Linked DNA regions of Macaca mulatta: region 1 is linked to region 2. Evidence: chromatin contacts called from public Hi-C data. All regions are on one chromosome and are shown on one strand. Each heading gives the region's core, a stretch centred on a gene start, on an enhancer-like site or on the middle of the called end of the contact. The rest is flanking DNA. Distances are from core to core; before and after follow the strand shown.

Region 1 (7,046 bases), core at 1,018-3,517, 560 kb before region 2:
GAATAACTGATTCTTGGGAAAAATATAAGACTGTAAATTGAAAAACATGGAATTACCATCTCTTCCAGCTCACTTTTTTTCCTTCACATTTATGTTTTTCTTAAGGTAGCATAGAACTTTTATGACATAAAAGATTTAGTTAAGGAAAATGTTAGGAGATATCTGTTTTTCTGCATAAGTTGATAATTAACCTAATGCAAGATCATTATGACTCAAATGAATAAGGATACCACAGATTCCCTTCTATTTTATCATTATACAAAGGAATAGATGTATTATGCAAAGGAATGCATATCTTAGCACAGATTAAATATTTTAATTTACATCATGAAAATATTGTTTCAAAGAAAATCAAATTAATAAAAATAAATTCCCTACTCTTTAAACTAGTGATAAGTAGCTTTTAGTGATAATTTATGAAATTCTAAATTAGATATCTTAATGAGTTTTGCTAGACAATATTAAGTCACATTTTGGTGTGAATAATATTATTTACATTTTGCTTAACTTCTGAGCATTTTCAGGACAAGGAGTATGTATTTTCAAATGGGCTTGGATTATCAGGTCCAACTATAATATAAGTAGATTTGTCCTGTTCCAAGAGATATTTTTAGGGGCATAGTTCAACATAGTTCAATTTAGAGAAATTAGGTGACATTTTATTTAATTTTTTTCCCAAGAAGCAAAAGGAAGCTGAGAAAACCCATCACCTGAAAATTGATCCATTAACAGATTGCTAAGGTTCATAAGCAGTACTTAAAATAAAATTACTTACTGTAATTATTCTTCATCTCTTGGGTCCCTTTTACTTTGCCTCTTTTATCAATCCTCAGATACCACTGTGTTCGACAGAAGAGTCTTCTCACTCTTATATCCCCTCCTTCCATGTAATCATAACTTCTTGTGTGTCGCTCAGGGCTGGAACAGTTCACATTTGTAGCCATTTGCTCTGGAGTCATGTCATTGCAAGCTAAAGATATAGTACCCACTAGACAGATAATGTGAAAGCATGATCTGTAGAGCAAAGTTGGCAGGATCCATGTCAGTATCCATTTGTGCATTATAGTGTAGTGCTCCGGGTGTTCATGAATAACATAATGAAAATTGAATCTTGAGTTGATTGTTACTCCTAGGTCATTGACCTCTTCCTATCTGTGAAGTGTAGATTGATTTAAGAAAGAGTAGTTGCTCTTTCCAAATTGTTAGCCTAATCCTTTTAGTTCCTGATAACAACACAGGATTCCTCTTTAAATAACTCTGTTGATAAATCCTCATAAAAACAGTTCGTAGTAAGTTCAGTTGCTGTGACGCTGTTTGCTATTTGACTTCTGTTTGCAATGAGAGATTAAGAATAGGGAGGGGAAGAGAGAGGAAGATAAAAATTGTATGTATAAATTTTGGTGGGTAAGTAGTAGTATAATATACAGTATAGGTTATTCTCTGAAGATACATTTAAAATAGCCTTCATAGAGGATGTCAAAATCTTTACCACTTTATGTGTAGATTTATAGAATTTATGCCTGAGTAGAGACAAAACAGAATATGACTGTACCATTCATTCCAATTGCTGTTTTGTGAGAACCATACTGCACTCAGAACTATTGATTTAAATTAAGTTTTTACAATTGCCACTAACAAAGTATGAGTGCTTTCTCCCTAGGCTTCTTTATTATATGCTTTTACATTTGTGGTTAATCAATTATTTTCTCCTGAACTGCCCAGGTTTTTTAAGTTAAATGTCAGGATTGCTCTGGAGAACTTCAACCTTATCTTTATGTTCTACAGCATAATTACTATAGATAGTTACATGACTCAAAAATCTTGTAACTTTACTTTCCTGCTCAGTACTAAAATCAGAGAAAGATAAACTTTTAGAAAACATTCAGCATTGTTTTTAAAGACAAAATAACAGTCACTTACTTGTTTTGTTGATAACAGCTGGATGTATAAGAATTCCATGTCTGTTGTCTGCCTTGTGCAACTTGAGCCTTTCTACTGTAGCTACAAACTATTTCTCAGCTGAAAAATTCTCCAGCAGAATCATAATTGTTTCCATAAATCAACGGGCAGGAGGATTTTCTCTCTGTGTGTGAGCGCGTGTGTGCTTGTGTGTGTGTGTGTGAGCCTTTTATTCAGGGCTTTTCGATAAATACCTTTGCTGACCTCATTGGAAGCAATTAAAACTTAGCCAGTGAGCTGTTAGTTGAATACAACAGCGAGAATAAAAGGAGGCTTGTATAGTATTCAATGGTCATGAGAGGGAGCTATGAACATGTTTTATGCTTAAATCTACAAGTGGGTACCTACGTTGTAGAAACAGATCTCTGGTTCTGAAGCAGTTAGAAGGGGAAAGGGAATTTTTTAAATCTTCTTTGCAATATAGAAGTTGTATTATACTTGGAAAATTATTCATTTGAATATATATATAGGGTTTTTTAATACTTAGAAAATCTTTTCCATAGCTTTATGATACATGCATTTCTTCAATTACTTCTTTGTGCTCAGAATGTTAGAACAATGTATTAACTAACATATGAGTGCCTTAAAGCACTGTGTAGATAAGTTGAGTATTATCACATCATACAGAGACAATTAATTGAATATGAATATAAGTACAATTTTTATGTATTGTATTCCTAGGCTGAAAGTGAGAAGATCTAGATTCTTATTTGAGTTGGACCACTAATAACCGATATGACTTTGGGCAAGTTACCTGCTGTTCCAGAGTCTCAGCTGCTACATTTGTAAAATTGGTATATTGGTCTAATGACTCTCTGGTGCTTTACAATTCCATGATCTATGACTTATCTTCACTATTAATATAAGGAACAGGGCACCTACTTTTAAAAGCTGTTATTCTTAAAAATTAAAAAGGAGGAAATTGTTTCGCATTGATTATCAGTGTTTGAATTTTGCCTCAGTAAGAATATTGTAATAATAAATGTTAATTTAGAGATGGAATTATAAGATGTATTGCTAAGGTAAATAAGAGTAAGCTATTTTCCTTTCCAGCATGAGTTCTCTCCTTTACTTCCTGTTCTGGTATACATGAAGTAGTGCTCAAGTGTTGTATTAGATTCTTGGTGTAGAATAATTATGTTGTCTATCTAAATCAGTGTTAAGAAATATATTAAAATTATCTTTTTCATGTTATATACACCTCAAAACACACACACACACACATTCTTCTCTACTTGAAATGCACTACTTTACCACCAGGTGGTGCATGTAGACCAAATAGGAAAAGGAAATTAAATCTACTCAACTGGATTATAGTTTATGTGATTTCTCTTTGTATCTCTCCCTTTAGGGAACAGAATCAAAAGCACAGAATAGTTCAGATGTACCCAGTTACTCTTTATATGCCAAATGTCGAATGTTCCACATTTATTAAAGCAGAGGAGGACAGACTCTTTAATAATTGCATCTGTTGAAAGCTAGAAAGCTGAAAACATCCCATCATGTATTCTCTAAAAGGAGGAAGAGAAGGAGGAAAGAAAATATAATGTTACTGTGTTCTGAATCACACTCCACTAGTTTCGGAGGTAGCAATAATGAGCAGGCTCAGAATTCCTGGGACTTAGATATTGCTTCTAAAGAAATAAAAGTCATCATTAGTAAGTTTACAGTGTAAAGATACTCAAGAGCTACTAAATCCATTTGTTCCATACTGATCCCATGGATTTTAAACCAAGAAATCAGTAAGTTAGAAGTCAACATTTGCTAACTAAATGCTAAATACTTAAAAGAAATGGATAGTTTGTTAGCAAAGAGTGCTTAGTTCCTCCTAAATATCTGCTATATAGGATTGACTGTAAAATGGGAAACAAAAGGATAAAATTGTGATCTATGCACTTAAAGTGCATTAGATGCTGTTACACTCTGTAATTTGGAAATATGATCCCAGTAATATTAATGAACAGATTAATCTCAACAAGGGAACTATATCAGTGGTTTAAATTCTTTGATTATCATTTTTCTTATTGGAGAATTATTAATTCAGGATGGGCCCACAATTCATTAGGACCACAGCTATAATGGAGAACCGAACTTAGATTTCACTGTGTCCTTATTGTGCTTATGCTTCTAAAGGAATTCTCCAGGAACTAAGAATAACTTTGGGTAACTATAGATGGGGTAACCCTCTGGATATTTTAAGTTATACATTGGCAACCATTTGCTGCTCTTGTTTTAATAGACCTATAGTGATAGACTAAGCACAGAAATATTTTGAACCATTGTCTTTCTTTTGTTATTTGTAGATTGAATTTTCTTTTTTAACACACCATTGCTGACTTGAAATAATTAACTGGCCCAGCACGGTGGCTCATGCCTGTAATCCCAGCATTTTGGGAGGCCAAGGCAGGAGGATCACTTGAGGTCAGGAGTTTGAGACCAGCCTGACCAACATTGCAAAACCCCATCTCTACTAAAAATACAAAAATTAGTTGCACGCCTGTAATCCCAGCTCCTCTGGGGGCTGAGGTGGGAGAATCACTTCAGTCTGGGAGGCAGAGGTTGCAGTGAGCTGAGATCACACTGCTGCACTCCAGCCTGGGCAACAGACTTCATCTCAATAAATAATAATAATAATAATTAACTTCATTTTAAATTGGAAATACCTACATCTCATGAGTTTTAAATTTTTAAAACAAAAGATTATTGCATCTGTTCCTAAATATTGGCTTTTTAAAATGTGCTTTGGAGTAAAGGCTAACACTGGTAATCCTTCAAAAGGAAACAGTGCCTAATACTTGGATAGTTGATTTGGGGATAGAATGTATTAAACCAATAGAGAGAATCTATTTCAAAAAGTATCGCGAAAGCAGGCAGTTGTTAAAGTAATAATTAGCCACCTAACTTTTCTTAAGCAACCTCCATTATATTCTTTATCCATGTAAAAGTAAATGAAAGAAAATAACTTTTGTTTTCATGAATTTTATGTTTTGATAGTTAATTTTAAAACTTTGCCTCATTCATAATCATGTATAATATAATCAGTAGAAGGGAACATAATTAAATATTTTCATTACTTTGCATTCTTACATCTTATTTTGTTCCATATCCTCTCAGTTTTCTTTCTTCCCCAAAATATAGATAATTCTTTTTATTAGTTTCTTGTGTATCTTTTCAGAGTTTCCTTATGCTTATACAGGCAAACTGGATACATATGTTTGTGTGGACATACATATGATTTTTACTTGTTTACTTTTTTACTTTTCCCCTTTTTATACAAAAGGTAGCACACCATATGCATTTTTCTGTATGTTGCTTTTTTTTTTACTTAATAAAAATAGAAAAATCTTCCTATCTCATTATTTAGGAAGCTTCTCACATTTTTGTTGTTGTTGTTATAGCTACAGGGTATTCTGCTGAATGGGTATACCACAATGTATTTGAGCAGCCTCCTATCGAGGAACATTTAATTTTTTCCAGTAGTTTTCTATTACCAAAAAAATGCTGTAATGAATAAAGACATAAAATATATCATTTTATACTATGAAAATAAATCTATAGGATCAATTTCCAGAAGTAGACTGCCTGGGACAAAAGGTATTAAAAACAAGTTATTGCCAACTTATCCTCCACACAGGTTGTACTAGTTTTATAATCCCACCAGCAGTACATAAGAGTGCCTGTTTATTTCAAAAAATTTATTGTCAAAACATTTGGAGTTTTGTTAATTTGACAAGTGAAAATGCCATTAAATTGTAGTTATCCTTTGCATTTCTCTTCTTATGAGACAAGGTAACCATCATGGACAAGTGCTACAAAGAAAAGATACATAGTGCCATGAGTATCTATAATAAGTGGCAATATGTAAGCGTTCCCTGAAAAAAATTCCACTAATGCTGCAACTTTGCAGCATGAATGGGAGTTAACCAGGTGAAGAGGCACTGTACAAAAAAAAAAAAAAAAAAAAAAAAACTGTCCTTTTGACAGTGAAACACAGGTTTAGTCCTAGTAGAGAGAATGAGAAGGGACTGTGGTGCATGAAGAGGTTGGAGAGGCAGACAGGATCTCCATGTGCTTTATTAAGACATATGATCTGTATTCCAAGAGCAATAGGAAGCCATTATAGTATGGTAAGCAGAAGAGTGACATGATCAGAATTGTACTCTGCCTCTGTTGTGGTCAAAACTTAATTCCAGTTTTGTTGTGGTCAAAACTTAATTGGCAGAATGGGCTTATGAAATATTAAGTTGTGTTCATTTATCCCATTTTTTCTGTTCTTCATATGTTCAAAAAGATATTGGAAAGGAAAGGTTGAGGGGAAAAAGTCATAAATGCTTCCTGACTAGGTTAAAACATGAATCCCTTTCAAAACGTCATGCCAAGTGCACTGAAAATAAAGGAAGCACTAGAGTGCATTTGAGAAGCAGCCCAGGGAAACTATCATAAAGTCCCATGGACCTAGGAGCATAGATAAAAGTTTATGGCCCCCATATTTGGGGAGCCACGCTTGTATATATATCTGTACCACAGCACCACAGCACATAGCAGAGGCAGCAATACTCCAGAGAATCAGGGCTGCCTCATATGTCTGAACAAATAGGTCCATAAGGACCCCTCATAAATATTTCCCATGTTTTAAAATAATTCTGGAAGTAGCCGGGAGTTCAGACCTGTAGAAACTATGTGAACAGTGTGAGTGAATACCCCAGAAGAGGAATCAGGGTAGACAAATGACTCAGCCAGATACCCTAGCTTTGGCCATGCATAAAACTCTTGAAATCTATCCCATCTTGAAACAGAAGAGGGAAACCCAAGAATAACCGAGGTTAAGTTTTTTACCAAACTGGAAGAGCAGAATTCTCAAAATTATGCCTAAGTTTATTTATATTTATAAATATAAATTTATATGTTATTCTTTGCATATCTGAAATTGTGGTCCAACACATATTTCTTTTTTTCTTTTTTTTTTTTATCTTTTAGGTTCAAGGGTACATGTGCAGATGTGTTATACAGTTTAAACTCATGTCACAAGGGTTCAGTGTACAGATTAGCACCGAAGCACTAAGCATAGTACCTGATAGTTATATTTT
Region 2 (6,677 bases), core at 2,226-4,725:
TCTCTACAAGGAGAGGCAACTTGAGATATTTAGAGGCCAAGTAGGTAACGCAAGCTGTGTAAGCACAAGAAAAAACAATGGTGCAAGCCCAATGATAAATATCAAGTGCTACCTGGCCTCTATGTTGGGGAGATAACACTGACACTTGGCAAACAGAAGACCTTCCTTGTCTAAAGGTGAATCAGATGTTTTTGTTTGTTTGTTTGCTTTTTTGTCTGTTTGGTTTTGGGCTACATAGGTCTATAGGTCAAAGGCTCCCAGATCTTTTACTTTAAAAAAATAATAATAAAAAGGTAAGAATCTAGATTTTTAGCTGCTATCTCTGTACTGAGATGTTGGTCTCTTAAAATTATAAGCATGAACCAAACAAAATAGATCTGTGGCCTGAAGATAGCCAACATGGGATATCTGATCTAAGCGAACATTTGTAATACATATGGATAAATTTGCAAAACTCTCCCTAATCACACTGTGTACTCAAAAGCTTCTTTAAATCCCCTATCTTGCAAAATCAGTTAGAATTTCCCCAGAACTCCTTTCTCTAGTTCCCTTAAATGAAGATACACACACACACACACACACAAACACACACACACTCTCACACACATCTTCATTTAGTCCTCACAATTTGTAAGGTACATCCAATTGTCCCTATTTTCAGTTCAGGACCCGAGCCCGAGAGATTAATTTCCCAGTTACTGAGCTAACAAATAGTAGAACCCAAATTTTAACCAAGTAGTCTGGTTTGTCTGTGGTAACTGCATGTAAAGGAAATACAAATGATTTTACACCCCTAAAAGGGGTGTTAAAATGTTAATTTTCTATCCTCAATAAATACAAATAAGTATTTACAATTTTCATTGTCTCTCTGCTTACTGCCTATTTTTAAGACTGAAAAACAACCGAGCCAATTGCAGAGCCCAAGTTTTTCTCCCCAAGATGGGCCTTCAGATGTAACAGGGAGTGTTTCCCACCCCCAACTCTTGTGCCCTACTTAGTCCCAGAGAGAAACAGAATCACAACCTTCTAGTTTGTGGACGTCAGATTTTTTTTCCCCAAGAGTTTATCTTTCCTAGTAAAGATAAACATCTGGAGGTAAATACAACCAGCCAGTTTATTGTGCACTAGCATACCCCCATTCAAACTAATTTACATCACAGCAATTAATTATCTATCCACACTCATCTGACCGTAGCTACAGGCTAATTGAGATAGCAGTGGAAGTGGTAGGATTAAGAAGTCTAAGCACCAACACTTTACTTCCACCATCTCTCCCTCCCAACCCAGCTAGTGTCTGAACAATTCTGATCATCCTTGTCACAGTCCTATCTTTTACAGATCTCTCTCCCCAAAAGGCAGGATGACCATAAAATAAATAATGCTCTGAATTGTCCTGTTGCATTGGATATTTGTTCTTTACTGCTATAATGGAGCAGAAGCATCTGGAACCTTTTTACTGATCATGATAAAACCTGCTGATATACTCATTTTGCTGAACATAGCCTTCTGATGTAATCATTACTCTCCTAGAACCTCAGCATCTTAGTAAGGTAACCATGGCAACATACTCATTGATAGGGCAGGTTTTCCTAGACCAGCAAATTCTTGTAGGGCAAAAACTTAATTTACAAAGTTTAATTTCCAGAAATTAATTTGTGAATTAGATAGCTGAAGCTGGATTATTTTCCCTTAATACTGGTTAACACATACAATAAAAACTAGTATAAAGTATGTATACAATATTATTAGCCAAACAAAATACACAGAACAAGAAATTTTATTATCTCCAATGCTGGTGCATAACAAATAACAAGCTTAATTAGAGGAGGAGACAGAGGGAAACTTCAGATACCAAGGTAATTTCTGGGTAGGTTTAAAACCTTTAAAAGTTGATAGAATAACTGTTCATAAAGTCTTTTTAGATATAGGGCTTTTTACTTGACAACTTTTTATTAACAGTTCTTACAATATGAAGTTCAACTAAAGTATTTCACCTTGCAAGTTAAAACAGCAAGCAAAACAAAATTTCTCTAGTATATAACAGCGTGAGCAATGGTTTCTTTGTACATTCACACACATTTAGTGTCTAGATTTGAAAGTTTTTAATTAAAGATGTCTTAATTTTTGACTTTTAAAAATGGTTATGACAATGAATTTTCTTGATTTATATATCACAGTGGCTTTATAAATGATCAAGATACATGTACAAACAAAATTTCAGACGCTCTTGGAAACACATCTTAAGATACAGAGCACATGTGATACATCTTTGAGTTTACTCATCCTTTTGGAATAATGAAGAATACTTCATTTGTCTTACACTGAAAATTTAGCCTTTGATAACTACGGCTTGACTAGATCACAAAATAGAATTTCCCAAGTTTTCTTAAACTTTCAGTCCAAATAACTCAAAAGATATGTGTCCTAGTTGGATACATTTTTTCTCATTATATAATTAATATCAGTGGGCTCTTGTATTGGCAGTTTGTCTTGGTCATGACTTATTCTTGCAAAACCATCTTTACAGCAAACAAATATGAAAGATATTTTCCCCAATGCAAGGAAAATAATCTGGATCAATAACAAAGTCAAAGCCATAGGTGTTTTAGCACATTCTTGATAACAGATTTCAACGGTCTTAAAATCTTTTTTCCTTTTTCTTTAATGATTCTCCTTTTTCACAACTGTGCAGTCACTGTCCTATTGTCTTCTATTCTGAAAAACAAATTTTTTTGAAGGTCAAGTTTTTCAATGGCACAAAACTATTTGGAATGAACCCAAAAGATAGCGGAAAGTTGGGTCCCTCCTCAAGTAGTTTCCTCCTCTTTTAACAGCATGTAACTACTCTCTATCAATAATCTCATCACAGCCGAGTTCTTCGGTCAGACGATTGACAACCATCAGTGAAAAAAGCTCTTCGATAAAAGCTAACTGATCAAACGGGGTCTTCTCATAATGCATCTGAAACCCGCCATCCAGGGCTGCTTCTCTTGTTCTCAGAAACATCTTGTCGGCTTCTTCAAGAGCAGCTGATACTCTGTAGCCGGCACCACTAAGCTGCTCCTCTTCGGGATAGTCGTAGTCGTCCTCCCAGTCATCAAATTCCTCGCCCTCGTCCTCGCTCTCGAAGTCTGCGCCCGCCACCTGGCCTGGCTGCTCCCCAGCGTTGGGCCCGTTAGCAAGGCTCCGTTTCCCCTCTGGCGCCGCCATTGGCTGGGCCTCCTCCTCCTCCATTGGGCCTTCCTCCTCGAGCTGTGGCGGGGCCCCGTTGCGGGAGGGACGCAGGGATAGCTCCCGGCTCCCGCTGCCTACCTCCATCTGCGGTAGGTCACCCTCGCCAGGCATCACATCCATTTGCAGGTCACTGCTCTCTTCATACAGCTCGGACAACTCGGCCATTTCCGACATTATGCAAACCGCTCAACCTCTCGGAAAAAGCTTCCAGCAAGATAGATGCTGCGCGGCCGTGCGTTTGTGCGCGTGCGCAAAAGCTGCGCGCTTGCGTAACCCCGCGCGCAGGCGTGGTCCTCAGGTACCGCCTCCTGCTTGGCGCGCCACTGTGGTTGGAGTAGCTCAATGTTTTTCCCGGGATGTGGGCGTCGCTTTTTGAGCTAAGTTTCCGTCGATTCGAACTTGGTATCTAGGGACCCTGTAGGCAAGAGCGTAACAGTTTCTGTGTTACTTAACCCTACTGTTGCTTGTGATGCAGCAAACTGGAAAATAACTTTACATGGCCCTCCTAACATTAATGTGCCTCCCCTCCCTTCTTCCTCCTCCCCAGGGCAATTTATCTATGTGCTGATGACTTCTAAATCCACGTTTCCAAACCAGACAACATCCATAACCACAGATCAGCATATTAAGAACTAATCCATTCTGTCCTTTTAGTGTTGTCATTTAAAAAGTTAAATTCACAAACGACATATATATTGTCCTTTTTTTTTTTTTTTTTTTTTTTTTAGTTATAGCGAAGAAATACTTGGTCCCATTTCTTTTCTCCGGGTAGGTATTTTTCCACTATTACCAACGCAGCGTGTACTCTTTAAATTCTTTTTATTTGCATTTACATGTATCTTTATGTATTCATAGCAAAATACTATTTTGTGTGTTTTTTAAAAACATGTTTTACCTGTCTTCAACTTAAAAGCCTCTGCTTTTAAGTTGTATATACTTCTATGAATTATATGACTGTGTATACTTAAGGATTCAAGCACGTTTCATTTATTCTGCACTTTATTTCTATTATTATAACATTGTAGTTACGTAGAATTATACAACTCACCATAATGTAGAATCAGTGGGAGCCCTGAGCTTGTTTTCCTGCAACTAGACGGTCCTGCAACTAGACGGTGATGAGACACAGTGACACCCAAGGTGTGTTCCTTATGTCCAGTGGATTCTGTAATCTCATTTTGGTTGCTGTTACTGTGGAAAATCCTGCCTCACAAAGATAGGATGTTGAAAATGAAAGGAGACTTTTGAGTACTTTTGTGGCAATCTCAGGATATTCCGCCTTGACTTTAATCGAGAACGTATGGAGATCTGAAGTTGTCTCAAACATACTTTTAAGGCCACCGCCATTTGCAATATCAAGCAGTTGATCCTCTTCTAGCATGGACAAAGTGGATTCACCTGGCTTATTCACAAATGGGTCACAGATCCATTCTGTCTTTTGTGGATGGGAAGTGTGATGGTTAATACCGAGTGTCAACTTGATTGGATTGAAGGATACAATTATTTATCCTTGGTGTGTGTATGAGGGTGTTGCCAAAGGAGATTAACATTTGAGTCAGTGGACTGGGAAAGGCAGACCCACCCTTAATCTGGGTGGGCACAATCTAATCAGCTGCCGGCGTGGCTAGAATATAAGCAGGCAGAAAAACGTGAAAAGAGACTGGCCTAGCCTCCCAGCCTAAATCTTTCTCCTGTGCTGGATGCTTCCTGCCCTCGAACATCGGACTCCAGGTTCTTCAGTTTTAGAACTTGGACTGGCTCTCCTCGCTCCTTAGCCTGCAGATGGCCTATTGTGGGACCTTGTGATAGTGTGAGTCAATACTTAATGAACTCCCCTTTACATATATATGTGTATATATATGTGTGTGTATATGTATATATGTGTATATATATTCCATTAGTTCTGTCCTTCTGGAGAACCCTGACTAATACGGGAAGTAATGCTCAAAATCTCTGGAAAGCTGAGATAGGTGATCATGCACCAGCTGGGAGAAAGAAGACCCTGGCTCAGTCTCTTTCAAAATCTCTGCTAATGTTTGAAATGTCAGAAATCCCAGTGTTCATTTGTCACCCCCATGATTCCAGTTTAGCTTTGAAAGCAGCCACTTTATCTGCCAACTTGAACACAGTTGTTGTTCTTCCCTGAAGTGACGGATAGAGTTCATTGAGCAGGTTGAATACGTCACACAAGTAAGCAAGTTTTGTGACCCATTCTGTGTTACTGAAATGTGCTGCCAATGGTGACTGTTTTTCTAAAAAGAAATCTCTGCAGCAGCTCTCTTAACTCGAAAACTCTGGCCGGTGATCTACCTTTAGAAAGCCATCTCACTTCTGTGTATAAGAGAAGACATTATGTGCTCTGCGTCCATCTCCTCACAGAGCTGTGCAAACAGATGTGAGTGAAGGGCATGTATAATATGGTTGATAATTTTAATCACATACTGCAAAATGTTGTTAACTTCAGGTGACATTTTCCAACTAGCCATCATTTCTGTATGGATGACACGGTGCATAGACTCACATTCAGAAGCGACCTCTTTGACCTGATTAGTGAAACCAAAATGCCATCCAGTCATGGCAACTGCTTCACCCATGCATATACCGTTGCAAAATGACTGATTCCATTTTCCTGATATGTAATTATTCAAAGACTTGAATAGTTCTGCAGCTGTGGTGCTGGTTGGCAACAAAAGTGCATATAATGTATCCTCATTCACATCCTCCTGAAAAATATATCACACTCAAAAAAGCATTGTTGCTTTGTTGTCAGCATCAGTAGACTCATCAACCTGGATTGTGTACCACGGTGACTCATTAATCCTTTCTAACAATTGTACCTCATTATCCTCTGATATTTAATCAATTCATCTAGTTGTGGTGCTAGCCAAAAGAGGAACCCATGCCACCTTTTGAACTGCAGCCTCTCCTAAAAGTTCATGACAAATGTCCTTAGTAGCAGGCATGATCAACTCTTCACCAATAGTAAAGGGCTTCTTAGCTTTAGCAAAGTGGTTAGCCACTAAGAATGATGCTCTCAGTGCAGACACATTTGATGAAGTGGTAGCCTTCAATAATTGCTTCTATTCTTTATGTTCACATTGTTTTCTTTTGAAAAACTCCAAAGGCTTAGTATTAATGCAGGGTGCTTGGTCTCCATGTGACAAAGCAGTTTAGAAGGCTTCATGGATTTGTTACACAGCCACTTGCTACATATTATACAAAGTGAGCTTGGAGAATGTGAATCACCTGTTGTAATGAACTGGTATTTTAAGTAGGACTCTTGATATTTTCTTTTAAATGCAGCTTTGTTTTTGTTGGCAGCCTTAAAGTCTTCTGCAGTCTCATCGTGGATCTTTCTCCCTTTTCAAAGAAGCTCTCCAGCGAAGTTTGTTTTTTACTTATTTTGGCTAGGGTTAGCTAATGGGCTTACCAAAACTGACTGA

The links. Hi-C and Micro-C count contacts between places; a contact is called where the count stands out from the background.
Region 1: a contact with region 2 is called in a Hi-C map of cortical neurons, with 6 times the contacts expected there. The contact joins the promoter of FGF7 here to the promoter of EID1 in region 2. A contact is called at or near these places in 3 of 14 Hi-C or Micro-C datasets (cortical neurons, fetal cortex germinal zone and fetal cortical plate).

The regions. Positions count from the first base shown.
Region 1 is chr7:26,761,550-26,768,595 of T2T-MMU8v2.0, reverse strand. It overlaps FGF7 (fibroblast growth factor 7), which reads right to left and starts at 2,267. Exons shown (of 4, transcript NM_001194613.2): 1 at 1,921-2,267; 2 at 776-1,328. The coding sequence starts at 1,061. The region is part of intron 11 of FAM227B (family with sequence similarity 227 member B); the gene reads left to right.
Region 2 is chr7:26,203,354-26,210,030 of T2T-MMU8v2.0, reverse strand. EID1 (EP300 interacting inhibitor of differentiation 1) reads right to left here and starts at 3,475. Exons shown (of 1, transcript NM_001265838.2): 1 at 1,755-3,475. The coding sequence starts at 3,408. The coding sequence ends at 2,842. All of the region lies in intron 4 of SHC4 (SHC adaptor protein 4), which reads left to right.